2 separate regions of the Mus musculus genome follow, and region 2 is linked to region 1. The links are chromatin contacts, called in public promoter capture Hi-C maps. All regions are on one chromosome and are shown on one strand. Each heading gives the region's core, a stretch centred on a gene start, on an enhancer-like site or on the middle of the called end of the contact. The rest is flanking DNA. Distances are from core to core; before and after follow the strand shown.

What was found. Promoter capture Hi-C pulls out the DNA fragments that hold promoters and counts their contacts.
Region 2: a promoter capture Hi-C map of frontonasal cranial neural crest shows a contact between it and region 1, with 2.8 times the contacts expected there. The contact joins the enhancer-like site here to the promoter of Mrps9 in region 1. A contact is called at or near these places in 4 of 39 promoter capture datasets (the HPC-7 cell line, HPC-7-derived erythroid cells, cranial neural crest and 2 more), 2 of 484 Hi-C or Micro-C datasets (CD8 T cells and olfactory sensory neurons), 6 of 115 datasets of contacts at active chromatin or transcription factors (embryonic basal ganglia, embryonic stem cells, large pre-B cells and 1 more) and 2 of 9 other capture datasets (adipose tissue and liver).

The regions. Positions count from the first base shown.
Region 1 is chr1:42,849,781-42,852,854 of GRCm38.p6, forward strand. It overlaps Mrps9 (mitochondrial ribosomal protein S9), which reads left to right and starts at 1,453. Exons shown (of 11, transcript NM_023514.4): 1 at 1,453-1,646. The coding sequence starts at 1,512.
Region 2 is chr1:43,065,830-43,068,903 of GRCm38.p6, forward strand. It overlaps Tgfbrap1 (transforming growth factor, beta receptor associated protein 1), which reads right to left. Exons shown (of 12, transcript NM_001357299.1): 4 at 1,645-1,799. Among named protein-coding and RNA genes, the nearest start is that of Gm28782, 13 kb to the left of the region's middle. Within about 2 kb of position 1,637, at least 21 of the 459 cell types and tissues checked have an H3K27ac peak or open chromatin away from gene starts, as enhancers often do.

The DNA of each region.
Region 1 (3,074 bases), core at 203-2,702:
TGAAGATGGGCTGGAGGGGAGGAAGTAAGGAGGGCTGCAGAGGGAGGGAAGGTGGGTGATCTACCAGGGTCTGTTTAGTCCCCTGGGAATGGGATCAGAGAGTGAGAAGAGGCCACAGCAGTTCTGCTACAGATAAGACTAGAGGATTGGATTTGGAGAGATAGAGGGAGAGGTAAAGATCTGGAGTTAGCCTACCTGCTTTTCTGGCCAGCACTGCCTCGCCTCTAACTTATTCTTCTTCTCCAAATACTAGTCCTGGACTTCTGCCACTGAATGAAGAGATTTTCACTAATGTAAAGGAAACAAACAAAGGGGAAAATAATGATTTCCCCCCTTTACTACAAGCATCCTATTTGGAGGGGTTTTTTTTCTTCTATTTTTCTGAAGCTATGCAATTTCTATTTCCCTAGAGCTGTTTTATGAGGTGATAACTGTACGATGCCAGCACTTACTTCATAACTTAAAAAACAGATTTCTAATTTACATGTATAAATATTTTGCTTGTATGTATATGTGTCTGTACATCACAGACATGGTTGATCCCCTTGAAATTCAGAGAAGGTGTCAGATTGTTTAGAGCTGTAATTATAGATAGATAGGTAGATAGATAGATAGATAGATAGATGTGATAGATAGATAGATAGATAGATGTGATAGATGTGATAGATGTGATAGATAGATAGATAGATAGATAGATAGATAGATAGATAGATAGATAGATGTGATTTTCCACAAGAGTTCTGGGGACCAAACCCAGGTCCTCTGAAAGAACATAGAGTGTTTTTAACTTCTCAGCCTCTTACTCGGTCACCTTGATCTCGTTTTCTGAGTATGTTTTAAACTTCTAATGATAATTTCAACATTATCAAATTATTCAATGATAATTTTCAACATTGGAAAACCCTTTAAGAGTGATTTATTCAACCACTTGTATCTGGTAGAGATAACCCTAGACTTAGGGTTAGGAAGTTCAAGTTTCAGAAGGCAAAGACAGTTCCTGTGTCTGCAGCCACTCTTAATGGCTTTAAGGCTCAGAGGCAATCAGGGAGAGCCATGAAGTTGAGCAGGGAGGTGCTTTTCCTCAGCCTGTGGGTCAGACAGCTAAGAGTCAACACAATGTGTTGGAAGCCAGAATGGTTAGTTGCTGGAAGAAGAATGTCTTGAAACAGATCTTTAAAACGGGCAAGTTCAAGGGGGAGCAGAAGGCCCTTGCGGGAAGGCAAGCGGACAGGAAAGCCAGCTTGGATTGTTGGAGTGAGAATAAGACTGTGGAAGGCTTGTCTGAGCGTGGGTACCAGGAACTCAGCTAGGACTACAGCTGCTAGTAAGCCGAAAGCCATGTGCAAGGCAACCTGCTGCCGCGCACCCAATCAGCGGCGAGGGGCTGGACTACAGAACTCCGCCCCTAGTTGCAATTGCTAAGGAAGCGCTTCCGCCTGGGAGGTCTGCGCCTGCGCAGTCTCCAGGCTCCACCCCTTTCCCCTCCCGCCAGGATGTTTCTTACGGCCAACATGGCCGCCCCCTGTGTGTCCTGCGGCCGAGTGCTTTCCCTTTGGTTCACTCCCGCTGTTAGAGCTAGCCTCTGCCAGAGGCCCGGGTACTGGACAGCCTCGGCGGTTGGCTGGCAGACAGGGACCAGGTTCCAGGTAAGGTCCTGGGAGCTGGAGCTGGCGGTCCGTGTGGTAGGGTGACGTGAAGCCGGCCCACCTTCCAGGGCTGCCAGAGCCCTCAAGGTAGAGGTCGGAGGTCACGCTTGGGGATCGGGGAATCGGCCGCGGACGGATCCTCTGCAGCCTCTCCCTGGGCTTTGAGGAGCAAAGGGTTCGGCAGATGGAGTTGGGTGGCTGCCTGGGTCTTGTGATTCGTCCCGGGGAGAAGGGGAGCCGAACTCTGCGCGACCCGGAAGATGTCCTGGGCAGAGTCAGTCTGTGGAGCGAACTGAGACTTTTTACAAGTGCTCTGCGTTTGCGGAATTTCAGTTTTTGTAATTTTCCCGAAACTTGTGTGTGTGTGTGTGTGTGTGTGTGTGTGTGTGTGTGTGTGTGTGACATTAGGAGAGCAGAATTTGACCGCTTCGCTCAATTCCGGGGTCGGTGTGAAGCTGGGATTTCTAGCTTGAGTCTTTGCTTGTCGCCCGTTTAATGTGGCTCATTAAAAGTGGGAGAAAACGAGCTTCGGCTGTAATTGCACTTAAAGTGTCTGTGGCATATTCTACCGGAGATTTCCAGTAGTCCTTTCGGTGGGTGTGCCCGTGACACAGGAGGAGACCTAACTTTGAAGTCCTGTTACCTTGCAGGTTCTAATGGAAACCCAGGGAATAGCGCGCAGATGGTGTCCTGCAAGAGTAGGCAGATGAACAGGCCGAAAGAGAGGTCTCAAGAGATTGAGAACACGCGGTCAAACAAGTGGGGGTTGGAAAACAGAACAGTTTGAGTAGAAAGAGTACGAAATGTTGGAAAAGCAGTACTACCACCAGATATTGCCGAGAAGTTAAACGCTGGATCTTAGAACTGTTTTACAAAATGACTGGCCACCTTTTTCTGTTATTTGATGTTGTAACATAAACCAATTTGTCCATTGATCTGTTAAACATCTGGGTTTCTTGGTTTTGAAAATTGGAAAATGTGTTGGACATTTTTATTTCTTCTATACATCTCTTTGAGACACATAATTGCATATGAGAGGAACTGTAGCATACAAAATATGTTTATTGGTAATGATTATATGGGCAGGTGGCTCTCACTCTCCTATATTCTGAACCTAGTGTACCCTTCTTCTTTCTCTTTATTCTTATAATTATGTGTAAACAAACACATTTTACAAAATGAGCCTCGCTGGGTCACATCCCTTTTACCTTTTTAATTTACAGGGGGAATACATGTATGTGTCTTTTATTATGTCTAAAGCTCATTCCGGTTGCACACTGCTTTCTTCCCACGGATGCATGCATACACATTGTCTTGGTTACTTTTCTGTTGCTTCGAAAAGACACCTGAACAGGGAGAGACTGGGGTTGGCACAGGGTTTTGAAATCTTAAAGCCCAGCCCCCAGTGGGATACCTCTAACAACAAGC
Region 2 (3,074 bases), core at 387-2,886, 220 kb after region 1:
ATGTGATTTCATCAGGGACTGGCTATGCCCTCTGCTCTTGTCAAAACGAGCAGAGATGGACAAAAAGCAAAATAAGAAAATGCTGGATGATTTGAGTGCAGCACACATGGTGCTTGTAGAAGACAGGGTAGCCCTTTAACAGCAACTGACACAATGCCATGGCCGCACAGTGCCAGGCAGCCCCTCTTCCCTCTGCCACCGCCCTCCCTGCCTGCACTGTGTGGACAAGGGAGGTAAGGAAAGCACCAGCAGCCACGAGCTTTGTGCCTTTGAGTTTGCTGCCCCCTGCTGAACACTGACAGGTTAGTGCCACTGCAGCGAGTTAGGAGCGGGATAAGACCTCTGTTTACCAGACCTCTCCTTCCAAATTCCCAAACCCTGGAGGACACATGCACTCTTCACTCACTGGGAACAGCAATTAATTACCCTTTGCTCTATGAGGCAACTTGCATCCAAACATATCTTCTCTGCCATAGCAATCAATCAGAGGTAAAATCTGATTGACTGACTCAAATGAGATAGAAATGTCTACACACCACCGTAGTTTTAGTTGTTTGTTGTTGCTTTCTGCAGCACTAGGGACTGGACCTAAAGCTTCCCCCAAGCTAGACAAGGGTATGTCACTTTTTATTTTGAGACAGGGTTACCCTAAATCCCCAGGTTGGCACTGAACAATCTCTGTACCTCAAGCAGGCCTTGAACTTGAGGTCCCCTTACCTCAGGCTTCCAAGTAACTAGCTTTACAGGTCTAGGCCTCCAGGTTCAGCTAACATGTTTTAGCATTCTCAAATATGTAGTGCCCTTAATGACACATCTGATCAAGTAGGAATTTTAGAAATGTACTTGATCCTGACGACTATGTTTACTATATAAATAATATTTAAAGTTAGCATTTCTCCTGTGCACTTGGCGTTTTCTCCTGGCCAGGTACAGTGATCTGTGCCTGTGGCTCCTGTACTTGGAAGACTGCCGTTCTGTAAGGGAGTGAAGTGGCCGGGCTCCTGAGGTGAGGTGCTTTATCTGCTCTGTGTGCAAAGCACTGCCTACACATGAGAGATAAAAACAAACAAACTGACTTTTTGCAGGCGGAGGTTGGGGGGAGGACGGACGGACAACCTTTTGACGCTGTGACATGGTAACATGAGGTCTAAAATACATTGGATTTATACACATTGGATTTATAATTGTTCATTTATAGCTATCCTGGATGCAAGTGGCCCCTGCTGTCTACAGAGAGGACATGACATGTGTGCAAATTAATTTAACCCCACCTCAACAAATACATACTCTAAAATCAGAGATCTGTTGGGCTAAAATAATCTGCCTGCCGGTTTATAGGAACCATGTTCATAGCTGCTCTGAGTAGGAGCCTGCACAAGGGAGTTGATTTCAAATACAGCCTAGTGTACCAAGTGAGGAACTAACAAGCTGACCTTCCCCAGTCAGCTGCGCAATCTTAGTTGAACTGTTTGGTTGCTCTGTAATTTGCTTCCTAACTTACAGAACATGAGATGTGTTGAAAAACACTACAGGACAGGCACAAAGTGCTGCACTGGCCTTCTGCAGAGTGAGCTCCGGTGCGCGTGGTTAAATCTGAATGCTGGTGCTTACAGGCATGCTGTCTTGTGACCAGTAATTACCAACCTGAAATTTCTCCTTTGGAATGTTCCTCCGGGCTCCTTTTGCCAAGACCAAAGCCTCCTCCACTCTCCGGTTTGCTAACAGATCCTGTATTTGTTTTTCCAGAGGTAATGGAACCAAGATGTAAACTCCTTTACTTGTGGCAACAATCACTCTTCCTGAGGGGAAGAAAAGAACAACATTAACATGGTTGGAAGAGAAAAGCATTGCCTCCTCCGTACACGACTGCTTTCCTCACACTGGGCCCTTATCTGATCTGCTAATCACTCCCACCGGCTTTTCCAATACCATCCCACACAGGATGATGGTATGATGCCTCCCTTGTCTTCCGCCCAGAGTGACAACTGTTGGGAAGGGTGAAGTTTAATGTCACGTTGTGAAAGGATAAAATGTGCTCTTTATGCCCTTTTCTACGTGAAACTGCCCATTGATTTGGAAGCCCATGAGGAGACATATGATGCAGAGTCCAGCGAAGATGCAGAGCCCCATCATGGAACATCATCAAAACCTCACTGAAAATCTTTTCCTTCTTAAGCTGGTTTGCACAAACTAAGATTTAATGCAATGCTTTGGACTGTGAGATAGTATTTCACCTTCCCTTCCATCCATGTGCCACTTCAGTTGATTGATGATTGATAACTTACTGGTTGGTTGGCCTAGCATCCCGCCAGCTGTCCTTGTCCACCACTGTAGCTCTTGTACCCAAGACTTTACAGCAGCAGTTCTCAACCTGTGGGCCGACCCCTTTGGGGGTTGACCAACCCTTTCATGGGGTCACCTAAGACCATTAGAAAATGGATACGCACATCACAATTTATAACAGTAGCAAAATTACAGTTATGAAGTAGCAATGAAAATATGGTGGGGGAGGGTGTCACCATAACCCGAGGAGCTGTGTATTACAGGGTCACGGCCTTACAAAGGTTGAGAACCACTGCTCTATAGAATTCTGTCTGTGAAAGAGTCAGGACTGCAGCCCACATTAGCTCCTTTAACTAAGCTTCAAATTAAACTCTGATCCCTCTCTTAACTCAGCAGTCCCTCTTCACAGGAAGTAGTAACTTTTTTCTTCTGTCTCCTGCATCCCAATTAAAATGGTTTCCCTTTTCTGTCAGTATCTGGCCATTTGCTCGAAGCTACTCTTCTTTTTTTTTTTTTTTAATTAGGTATTTAATTTACATTTCCAATGCTATCCCAAAAGTCCCCCACACGTTCCCCCACCCACTCCCACTTCTTGGCCCTGGCATTCCCCTGTACTGAGGCATATAAAGTTTGCACAACCAATGGGCCTCTTTTTCCGCTGATGGCTGACTATGCCATCTTCTGATACATATGCAGCTAGAGACATGAGCTGGGGGGGGGGGGGCGGGTAAGTACTGGTTAGTTCATATTGTTGTTCCACCTATAGGGTTGCAGATCCCCCCAGCTCCTTG